3 separate regions of the Mus musculus genome follow, and regions 1 and 2 are each linked to region 3. The links are chromatin contacts, called in public promoter capture Hi-C maps. All regions are on one chromosome and are shown on one strand. The core of a region is the stretch at or near the end of the contact, and the rest is flanking DNA. Distances in the headings are between cores, read along the strand shown.

Region 1 (3,851 bases), core at 216-2,715, 390 kb after region 3:
ACCATATAGCTTTCCTTGTAGTATGGATATATGGTCCATGACTGTCTCCTAGAAGTTGTACAAGAGGTTCGGAGGTAAGGACAGTTACAACACAACCTTCTATTAGTTCTGAGTCACCTGTGACTTATGTGAGCAGGCTGAGGAGATACATAAAAATCCCTGTCATGCCCTGCCTGATAGTATTTCCAATTGGCATGTGTTGTTCTGAGAGGTGCTGGCAACACCATTGTCTCCTGTGGTATGAGTTGGCTGTGGCAATGACTCTTCATGTAACATGGCTGGAACATTACTGTTGTATGGACACCACACTGAGAACTTCTTCCACAGGTACATGCTAGCTTGGCAGGCATCTATAGTGGGTGTAAGTTGGTTCTGACAGTTCCTCTTTAGGGGTGTCCAGGCTGTGAGTGTATCTCTTGAGAATGTATGTTGCCTGGGACTCGGTCCCTGTGGGTTGAAGAGGATTATGACTATGTCCCCTATGGGTATTTGAAGAGTTGACATAAGTGACAATATTTTTCTGGCCTATGACCTGTGGCTGTGGGCCCAGCCCATGCACACTGAGTTCATTGTGCCTTTGAGTTCTCTCTCCCCACCCCCTCCACGTGGGACCTAGGCTTGCAGTGACCTCTCTCTGTCCCCTGACCAGGACTCTGATCTAAGCATCCTGGACAGAAACTTGCAGGCTCTGGTACCAGGATGCACTTAGAATACTAGTTTGGGTGACACACTGCCACCTCAGGCTTCCTCCTCTCCCCTCTGCTTCTCTTTACTTCTGCTCCCTCCGTTTCTTTGTCTGTGTCTCTGTGTCTCTGTCACACACCCATCAATACGTTCTGACACATGGCTCCAATAGAGCCAGGTAAAAGGCACCCAGGCACACATCCTCACAAGGACCTGCTTGTCCTGGCACACCCTCATTCTGACCCACACCCCCTCCAAGTGACACGCACATGCACACACAACCGCGCGAGGACACTCACTGACTCACACTCACTGCACACACACTGTCCTGCCCTCACCCACCAACCCCCCGCCCCCCAACCGCACACTCAAGCACCACCACACACTCCCACTCGATGACACCCGCACACAAAGACCCCCCGGCCCTGCCCCCATGCTCACGTTCACGCTCGCCCTCTCCCGCAGGCCCCGGCCCCCCCCTCCCCCATTGTCTCGGCTCAGAACAAAGCCCCCGGCTCCGCCACCGCCGCCGCCGCAGTCGGGGAGGCCGACCGACCCCGCGGGTGCGGCCGGACGGGCCGGTCACTGACCTCGATGCGGTGCGGGCTCCCTCGCCCAGTGTTGGGGCGCAGTCCGGCCGCGGTCAGCCCCCGGGGCAGCGCCCGCCAGTGCGGGGCCTGGGGCCGCGCATCGTCCGCTTTGACTGGCTCGGGCTCACAGTGCCCTCGGCGCGGGCCGCCGTCTGTCTGCGCTCGCTCGACCGTCGGTCGGTCCGTCCGTCTGTCCGCCACCGCCGCAGGGGCGCCGCCTCCTGCACAGCCACCCCGCGGAGGATGCAAGATGCGCCGCCGCGGCCCGAGCCCCCTCCCCTCCCTCCCTCCGCGCGGTAACCCGAGCCCCCGCCCTCCGCCGAGCCCCCGCCCCCGCCCCCACCCGCGCTGCCGCGGTCCCCGCGCCTCCCGCCCGCCCTCCACCCCTCCACTTCCCGGCCCCAGGCCCCAGGCCCGGGCGCCGGATCCCGCCCCAGCGCCGCGCCGTCCCTTCTCCAGGCTACTACCGCGCCAGATCCTTTCGTCCCGTCCCGTCCCCTTCCTCCTCTCCGTTTTTCTTTCTCCATTCTGTACTGGTCTTCGTTCTTCCATCCCTACTCCGCCATGGTCCGCTTCTGCCCCACTGCCCTGTTCTGTCTCACCCCTTCACACCTCTTCTTTACCCACTTCTCCCGGTCTCTCTTCTCGTTGTTCTTTCTGTATCCAGCTTCCCTCCATCAAATGCCCGCTATCTTGCTCTGTCTGTTCGTCCGTCTTCTCTGCACCTTTTCTCCCCACCCCTTTTCCTGGCTCTTTCTTTTGTCCATAACCGCTCTTACTTCACACCTTTCCCTTCCCTTCATCACCCCGTCCTCTCCTCTTTCCTTCCGTCCATCTTAACATCCCCGGTCTTTTCTGCTACTCACTTACTACCCTGTGATCCTATTCCCTTTCCCCCTGTCAGCCCTGGCTTCTCATTCTCTTATTTCCTCGTCCATCCCAAATGTGAATTTAGAGATCGAGAGGTATTAAACCATAGAGTTTAGGGGCTGGTGGTAGTCTGAGAGTGTATTTCCCTAGATAAGTAAAATGAAAAACTGGGTAAGAAGATGACAAAGGTCTTGAGGGACCAATTTGGGAGGAAGGCTTTGTATGTGTGTGTAAAGTCAGTTAAGTGGATGACAGTAAGCAACCTGGAAGCTTTTATACCTTGTCCTTAGGACTGTGATCGATGTGAGGGAAGAAAGGCATTCTAGCAGGTACAAGTGGCACAGAGAAACTGGGAACTTCTAGGAAGAGAGGACAAAGGACCTTAGGGAAAAAGGAGGGAGTATGATCATGGAAGATGGAAAGAGAGGCTGAGATGCTCCATGGTTATCTGGGCTTCAGGCTTGCACTGCCCGGTGGGTGGTGGTGAGCAGGGGTGGGGAAGGGAATGGGCTTGGAAAGATGATGACTTGGGATTTGGGGCTTCTGCCTTTGAAGTGCATGTTGGGTAGGTAGGTCTACATTTGAAGGAGCGGTCTGGGCTGGGCATAAATATTTGGGAGTCATCTGCAAATACCGTATAAGTTTGAATATAGGGTGAGGTTTTTTTGCTTTTTTGTTTTTCCAAAATCATCTCTCAGGAAAGAGGGAGTAACCTTATATTTGAGTCCTTACAACATCTCTCATATTACAGGGTTTGCTCTCATTTACTTTATTTTGAACAACAAACCACTGGATAGGGCAGTATGGTATGGTGACTAAGCTTGTGGACTCTGGAGCCAGACTGCCTGGCTCGGGGTCCAGACTCTGCCGTTTGGAAGTTGTGTGCCTTTGGGAACGTTGGTTAACCTTCTTTTACCTCAGTATTCTCATCTATGAACTGGGTGTAATGATTAAACTATTTTTAATATGTTAAAGTACTGCATACCTGGTACCTAGAAAGTACCCAGCAAGAACTCTTGCTATCAGGACAAGACCTATTGACCTGAAATATCCTCAACAATCCTATTTTGGATCCTTGTAGAGGTCATTTGTCACAGAATCCCTAGCTAAAGAAATTTAATACAGTATGATAACTATTCCTGGTGGTATGACCTCACAACTGCATGTGTTGGATGACTCTAAATATACTTTTTAATGATTGCTTTAAAAAGCCATAATGTCGTACTTGGGAGTGGCATCTAGGATGCTCAAAATGTTCTGTTTCTTGGCTCAAGTGATGTTCCATGAACATTTCACTTTATGACAATACATCGAGCTTACCACTTGAATTTTGCCCTTTCTGCATAATGTTATACTTGAGTAGAAAGTTAACAGTTTAAAGCATGATTTTATAATGCAGTATGTCAAGTCATTCTATGAATCTACTCTTGTAGGATGCATGCCAAAAACCAACTGCCTAAGTGTGATGCAAATAGGACTTATGACTTGGATAAAGTTTCCAATGACCACATCATTTGTGGATTTAAACTGTGCTGTGTTCTTCTTCAAACCCTTCACTTTGATTGAGGAGAAGTCTTCTATTCTGGGGAAATGTGTAAGACAACTAAAAAAAGTGACTCTAATGATGAAGAAGTCATTGCTTTTGAGGAATATGTTAAGTCTATGAAAGTTAATATCTTAAGAGTATGGGGAAGGGCTAGAGAGATG
Region 2 (3,634 bases), core at 779-3,278, 350 kb after region 3:
TCCTGGGTGGTCACTGAATCGCAGTTCCGGGCTCCAGCTGCTGAGAGCCACTTTTGGACAGTGAGGAGGGTCAGGGGTGATGGTTGAACCAGCTCAGCTACATCCTCCAGGGTTAGGTACTTTCCTGCAGGGATTCAGAAGAGGCTCTCGTCCTCATTTGAGGCTTTCCTGGGTTGTCTGTCTGGACCTCAATCAGAGGACATCAAAACTTCCCGAGGAGGACTGTGTAGGGCTAGGCATAGTGAGAGTCAAAGGGAAGAAAAGGCTCGAGAGACATGAAACGTCATGGCCAGGAAAAATGCACAGCATGTGTTACCATGGTCACAAAAACTCAAGGACGTTAGTAAACTTTCAATATCCCATTTTAAGCTTATCTTCAAAAAGATTTCCCCAAACTTTTGGAGCCAGTTATACAGAACCTTCTAATTTAGCTCAGCTCTTCATCCTTGTTGATTTTAAACAACATAACGGTGAGTCATTCTTTCCTGCATATGAGGAGCTTCTTGGGTGCTCTAAGGATGCCCCCCCCTCCTCTCGCCTCCATTCTACACACACACACACACACACACACCCTTGCCTCACCATACAGGACTTTAAGCAGGGGAAGGATTCACTCCAGCCTGAGCACCATAGAGAATACTCTAGAATAGAGAAGGGACTGTTCTGGGGAGTGGGGTGAAGGAGAGGAAGCTTCAAACCAGTCCGGGTACTGGGCAGTAATCCAGAAAGAGAATAAACAACTGAGTTGGTAGCAAGAGGAATGGCCAGAGTGGATTAATCCAAAGACAATTTAGGACTTGAACTAGCAACAGAGGAGGGTGTGGCAGTGGCTATGAGAGTGGGGTAAGGTCCATGACTTGATCATGCACACACACTAAGTGCTAGTCCTCCATTTGAGAGCTGGTAGGGTAAGTGAACATTTCAATCTAGATCTGATTATGAATCATGTGTTCTTAAACACAGCTAGCTACCCCACACCCACCATCTTCCTGGCACTTGAACCTAGGGTTTTTCATATGCTCCGTAAGCACCCACCCTATCAATGAGCTAGCTAGGCCTCTAAAAAAAATTGGTTTTAATGTTGACAATATTGCTACACTGCCCAGGCATGCCTTGGATTCAAAATCGTCCTGTTTTAGTCCAAGTAGCTAGGATTATTACCTCATGCTACTAGGCTTAGATTTGTTCTTAGTTTTAAGACTGAAGAACTCAGGTGGAAATTTTGGTGTGTGTGTGTGTGTGTGTGTGTGTGTGTGTGTGTGTGTATGAATATGGCAGTTATTGTCATTTGTCTGTCATACCAGAAACATGGCCCTACATGATCTGCACCAGCCAGTGCCTGCCTGGTCCTGCCTCCCACTTCCTGCCCCAACTGATAGGCACCATATTGAGGAGAGCTAGGATCCGACACAGCCTGCACCAGCTCCGAGAGTCTTTCCAGGTTCCGCTGTTTCAGCGCAAAAGTGAGACTCAGCTCTTCCTCGGGATCCACGCGGCCCAGGGACACCCAGCCTGGAGGCAGCCTACAGGGTCAGGGACATGATTTGATTAGGCCATAACGAGAAATCCAGATCATGGAAAGTTTGGGATTAAGAACTGAGACTTTGGGTCGAATCCTAGATGCAGATAAGGATCATAGGAGATAAATGACCAGAGATTAAGCCGAGGGGGTGTCGAATAAGGCTACAGAGTGGGTACTAGGAGCAGTTGAGGATGAGGAAAGCTAGGACCAAGCGTCTGCAGAGACAGGCACCTGTAGTACTAAATCAACTCACATCCACCGCTGGTCCGGCTCAGGGTTGTAAGTGCATTTGCCGGCGATGACGAGAGCAAGGAGCCCTAGGAGGCTGCAGGGACAGCAGGTGGGTTTCATCAGGAGCCGAACCCTCATTGTACTCCTTCTACAACATGTAATCCCTCTAATGTAATCCCCCTTAGCTACCCTCCCCACCTCAGTTTCTCACCGGGCTTGGAGTCCCATTTTGGCTTTCAGGCTGATCTGTAGTCATGTGATAAGTCACATGAGCATGGTCTGGCACCTCCCCCATCTCCCTGCCTAGTAACTAGTGACGTTGCTGACTCCTCCCTCCCAAATGAGCTGTTCTGAATGCTGGGGCTGCTATTAGAATTCTATGCTGTGTTGAGCATCTAAGCCCAGGGCTCCTCTTCACCTGCTGCCCAAGTCTGTCTGTCTCTAAAGGAATCATAAAGGAGTGGGCTCTGAAGCCCCATAGGTATGGGCTGCTCCTGGCCGTACAATATTAGAAAAACAAGCTCTCAGAGCCTAGGTTTCTTCACTTAAAATTCAGTGACTGTTACGTAAAAGAAATGTGCCTCATACTTGGGAGTAAAAGTGGACATTGCAATAAAGCAAGCCTATGGAGCCAAGACTGACCTGGCAGACTCAACTAATGTGAGCTCTTATGAATGTGGACATTTCATGTTTCCAAGGTGTGTGTGTGTGGGGGGGGGGGGTTGGGGATTTCTTCACTTACCTACTCTTAATAATCACCATATCTTATTCCAGACCCTCAGGCTTAGGACCCTAGACTGCTTCCTACTCTGTCAGTCTCTGCAGGAAACCACTGCAGTTCAAGTCCTGACCATGTTAGAGGGGAAAGCAGCAGAGATCCCAAGGCTAGGCTTCTGAGCTCTCAGTGCCAACCCTACTCCTACATGTCCTGTTGTCCGCCCTCCCTCTGGGCCTCCTTGGCTACTGTGCCAGGTATCCACAGTGCTACGCCAGTGACTTCTGGTTACCCTGACAGAACAGAGCCAGAGGCTGGATACAAACTGCAGTTTATTAAGGCTCCAGAGTGAGAATTGGCACTTGTTCTGGGCAGGGGCAGGGATGTCAGAAGAACCCAAAAGAGCTGGGCCCAGATTGGAGGGACCTCCCCATCCCCCTAACCCCCAATAAATAAAGTCTCAGCTCCATCGCAGGGCGCTGGTGCAGGGCAGGAAGTCTTGGCTGAAGAGAACCCAAGGCTGTTGCCTCATTCTTATTTCTCTCCACACTGGATCTGGCCACAGGTCATGACCAACAGGCCCTCTGTGGTCCTAGTGCTGAAGGAACTGCAGAGAAATGTGGGACCTGTCCCAGCTATAAGAGTTTAAGGTGGAGAGCAGGGGACTGGTGGTGGCCTCCCCATAGTCAGTCATGGTCCGAGGCTGCCCAGGGCAGGCTGAGAATGGGGCCTGCTTTGGGGACACTGGACGTGTCCCAGGTCGGGGCCCAGTTAGGGCCACAGCTAGATGCGCAGCTCTGTGTCATCCGGAGGCTCCAGGCCAGACTCTGTACTGAGTGCTGAAGCTGAGGGGCCCTGGGCTACCCCGAATGGTGAGACAACGGGAGAGCGAGCAGCCAAAGGAGACAGTGAGGGTGAGAAGCTGGGGGACATGGCAGCTGAGGAGAGGGAGCCTTCATGGCTGATAGGGGAGCGGTGAGAGGCTGGTGGGAAGATGGCCCGGGCTACAGCTGTGCTTGCAGGCTTTGGGGGAACAGACTTGGCTCCTGGGTGTGCCACAGCAGTGATGAGGGGTGGTGGGTCAATACGGGGAGCTGGAGGACACGGACGAGCTTCATCCTTGAGCCGAGCAATCTCTGTGAAGACACTGGCCAGAGGCTGGAACT
Region 3 (3,578 bases), core at 935-3,434:
CTTCACAAGGTATCAACATAATTTCAGCAAATTTTAAGGATGCTATGTAAAGCATGTCACTTTGATTTTATAATGAATTAATATAATATGTAAGCATGCATGCTACTCAGATATCTAAAGTTACATAAAATTACTATATAAGTACATGGTTCTTCAACCTAAAACAACACACACACCACTATCATTCTGAATGTCAGGATTTCATAAACCAGTAAAATATTTATTTTTTAAAAAGGTGATCAACTTTTTATTTTCATCATTTTCTTTAAACCTACCATGTACTTTACCACTAATTATTTCTCCAGTGAAAGAGCAAAGAGCACCTTAACACCAAAAAAGAACAATAATATTAGAATAAGTTACCCCTGCCCCTCTTTTGGCAGTGTTGGGATCAAACTTATAGTTTTGAATATGGAAGGGCACTCTCCCACTGAGCCACTCCCCCAGGATATAACTTTATTTTTAGTTCTTTCATCCTGTCTTATACAGATGAACGCTACCATGGACTGGATCCACAGGTCAGTGTTTGGGAACCACTACTACAACCTGTTATGCTTGTCGGTCCTCAAAAGTTCTGATTATCTGGCCAGACATATCATTATGAAGAAGGCCTCTTTGGTCTCCAGAGAGAAGAAAATATACCACAAGATAAAATAACTAGCTCTGAAGCTGAGATTCTTTAACAGAATATAAACTGAGGCTGCCTCAAATTCTCTAGGGATAGTCTTCATAGAAAGACCTAAATACTGTTATGGTTAAAGGAGGTTCAAGACACCTCAACTACATAGCCGACTGTCAGATCAGAGAGAAGATCCAGAGAATGGATCATATCACTAGTGAGACTAACTTCCCCAAATTCATGTCTGTGTGGATAAGGAGATGGACTTATAAAATACAAATAAAATGAACTTAATTATAGGATACAGAGGGAAATATGAGCTGTAAAATAGAGAAAACTTTTCAGGTGGTCTAAGTGTTTGGCATCTTGATTTCACAAATATGCACATATGTCAAAACATGTACACTTAAAGTATAAGCATTTACTGTACAAAAATTTGCTTCCACAAAGTCATGGGTTTTTTGTTCCTGCTTTTCAAACTCCTAAGAAGAGCAAACCTAAACACAGTGCTGCATATAACAAGCCATGTGACTTCCATGAAAGCAACTGCTCGTCCAATACAGATGACAGCAACAGGGAAGGAGGAATGTAGTAAGGGTGCCCAGAAGCAGGCAGAGAGAAAATATGGGTAGTTCTCTCTCTCCACCTCTCAAAACACAAAAACAAACTTCCTGATGGCCTCATTTTAAAGTCTGCCTTACAAAAGCAGAACCTGAGGAAACTGTGGTTCCATTATTACTCTGTAGATGACTAAACCTCAAACATTTTCCTTATCACAGTTACTGTTGCTTATGATGCTGTTTTGTGTGTGGTGTTTGGGGTTTGTTATTGTGGTTCTGGGGTTTTTTTTTTTTTCCTCCTCTCTCACTCTCTAACATATCTATGGGCACAGGGCGGCCAAGTGCACAACACTTGCGCCTGTACTTTACTTGATCGTAAACTATTGCTCTCCCTGGACAGGGCATCCAAGGAGGCCCCACAACCAACCTCAGCTCTCATGCAAGTCTCATAACCCTCAAGCCCCTTTCCTCCTCTGCCCTGCTTTCAACTGCTACACCAAGGCACAGCCATCCCCCGCTGGTTCCCGCCTTGGCCTTTAACGCTCCCCATCCCCGCACAGGCCTTACCCCCTCAACTCTTGTCCCAGGACGTCCCTCACCTTTCCAAGCTCAGCGAACCCACACCCTTTGCAAACGGTGGTTATGAGTTCCTTCAACTGGGCCCTTCGGAGCTGGGCCCAGGATCCCCTCCAGCGGGCTTCTTCCTGGTGCACAGCACCTAGGCTGTCCCCTGCCCCCCTACCTCAGATGTTCGCAGCCCCTCACCACCTGCCAACCCTTCACCCTGTCCCTTCAATTCCAAACCCGGTGCCGTCATCCCGAATCCCCTCGGCACCTTGCGCCTCTGCGCGCGCCGCGGCCCACGCGTCTCTTTCACTTGCACCACGCCGCCCTGCCCGGGCCTGTCGGCGGCCGGGCTAGGTGAGTTCAGGCCGCCGCCATCGCTCCTCAGGCGAACCAGCCGCGCCCCGCCCCGCGCCACACGCAGCCCGCGCCCCCGCGCACCTCACGCAACCGCCCAGTGACGCACGGCTGGGCAGCGGCGTGCCAGCTCATTGGTCCGGCCAGGCCCCAGCCAGAGCGTCGACGCCCGTTTCCTGGCAACGGCCGAGCGCAGGGGCGGGGTCTCCGTCCGCATTCCAAGAAAGGAGCGGCTCCACACTCTCAGGCCCCGCCCCCTCGACCCGCAGACTCCGCCCTTCTGAGGATTCTGGCGTTTTATAGGGGACGACTGAGAAGAGGCGGGGACAGAGGAGAGAAATTCGAACCGGAGGGCAGAAGGCTGCTCTAAGGGAGGGACAAGCTTCTGAGGCTAGGAAAGAGTAGGCTTTGGAAGGCACTGGGAGAGATAGAGGGCGAGGACGAGGGGGCGGGAACACAGGCCCTGGGCGGTGCTTATAGCGTCAAGTGGGCAGGGCTTTTCCTAAAGGATAGGCCAAGGGCCAGTCTGTGGGCAGGGCTGTAGAAAGCTCTCCTAGACCAGGCTGTTTGCTACCAAGCTAGTTTGTTTCCACCAGACTTATGCACGCCGGTTGGATTCTACCTTCCTACCCGTGAAGACCGCCTCTTCCTAGCTCTCCCGAAGCTTCCGTGACCTCGTAGAACGTGGAATAAGTTCCTACATGACAGCCTGGATTCCTGATCCGTTAGAACCTGTCTCAGTCTTAGGGCTGCGAAAGGAAAAGCGTCTAGAAGCAGCACTTAGCATGATCCCTGTTCATAGAGGATGAAAGAGCTGAGAGATGGCTTCAGGGAGAAATGCTGGCTGAAACAAGAGTGAGAAACACTAAGAGAATTAGCAGTTTCCGATAAAATCTGTAGTTGATTCTATCAGTGTTACCTGATTGTGATCATTCTGTGATTACATAATATGATGGATGACAGGGGGGCATGGGTAAGGAGTTTACAGCTTTGTGTGTTGTTTTTGTGACTTTTCTGTGATTCTAAAACTGGTTCAAATTAAAAGTATCCATAAAGAAGAAAGAAATAAAAATTTCACCCTAAAGAATTAGCTATCCCAAGGCAAGGCAGAATGGTCAAGACCCGGAGAACACCTGGAGCTGGGAGCATGCAAAGCAAAGATCAGATGAGAATGAAAACGGAATATATAATACTGCGGGACTAGTTGACCGTGTTAGTTTATATTATAGTCTTGGAATTTTATACATAGTCAGGTGGACAGGGCACCTTTGCAAATGGTCATTCAAAAGCAAAGCCCAAAATAGGATCAAAAGGATGTAGAAAAGGGAGTTTGTGGACACTGGGAAGGGTTTGAGACTTGGGTAAAGGGAAGGGAAAGGATTAAATATTGACATCCTGTATAAATTAAAAACCATCAAAGGGAACCAGAGAGATACCATCCTGGTTAAAGCACTGGCTGAGCAAACGTGACAGCCAGA

The links. Promoter capture Hi-C pulls out the DNA fragments that hold promoters and counts their contacts. Capture Hi-C pulls out chosen DNA fragments and counts their contacts.
Region 1: a contact with region 3 is called in a promoter capture Hi-C map of adipose tissue. The contact joins the promoter of Dchs1 here to the promoter of Fam160a2 in region 3. A contact is called at or near these places in 5 of 39 promoter capture datasets (cranial neural crest, embryonic stem cells, frontonasal cranial neural crest and 2 more), 1 of 484 Hi-C or Micro-C datasets (uterus) and 1 of 9 other capture datasets (adipose tissue).
Region 2: a contact with region 3 is called in a promoter capture Hi-C map of second pharyngeal arch cranial neural crest. The contact joins the promoter of Tpp1 here to the promoter of Fam160a2 in region 3. A contact is called at or near these places in 12 of 39 promoter capture datasets (the C10 cell line, the HPC-7 cell line, cranial neural crest and 8 more), 14 of 484 Hi-C or Micro-C datasets (CD4 T cells, the G1E-ER4 cell line, Th1 cells and 7 more), 2 of 115 datasets of contacts at active chromatin or transcription factors (bone marrow-derived macrophages and memory CD8 T cells) and 2 of 9 other capture datasets (adipose tissue and liver).

Annotation. Positions count from the first base shown.
Region 1 is chr7:105,786,085-105,789,935 of GRCm38.p6, forward strand. It overlaps Dchs1 (dachsous cadherin related 1), which reads right to left and starts at 1,466. Exons shown (of 21, transcript NM_001162943.1): 1 at 1,275-1,466.
Region 2 is chr7:105,750,207-105,753,840 of GRCm38.p6, forward strand. It overlaps Tpp1 (tripeptidyl peptidase I), which reads right to left and starts at 2,029. Exons shown (of 13, transcript NM_009906.6): 1 at 1,965-2,029; 2 at 1,776-1,847; 3 at 1,384-1,523; 4 at 1-124. The coding sequence starts at 1,981. It overlaps Dchs1 (dachsous cadherin related 1), which reads right to left. Exons shown (of 21, transcript NM_001162943.1): 21 at 2,783-3,634. The coding sequence ends at 3,252.
Region 3 is chr7:105,397,870-105,401,447 of GRCm38.p6, forward strand. It overlaps Fam160a2 (family with sequence similarity 160, member A2), which reads right to left and starts at 2,185. Exons shown (of 12, transcript NM_199009.3): 1 at 2,015-2,185. It also overlaps a transcript of Cnga4 not described here.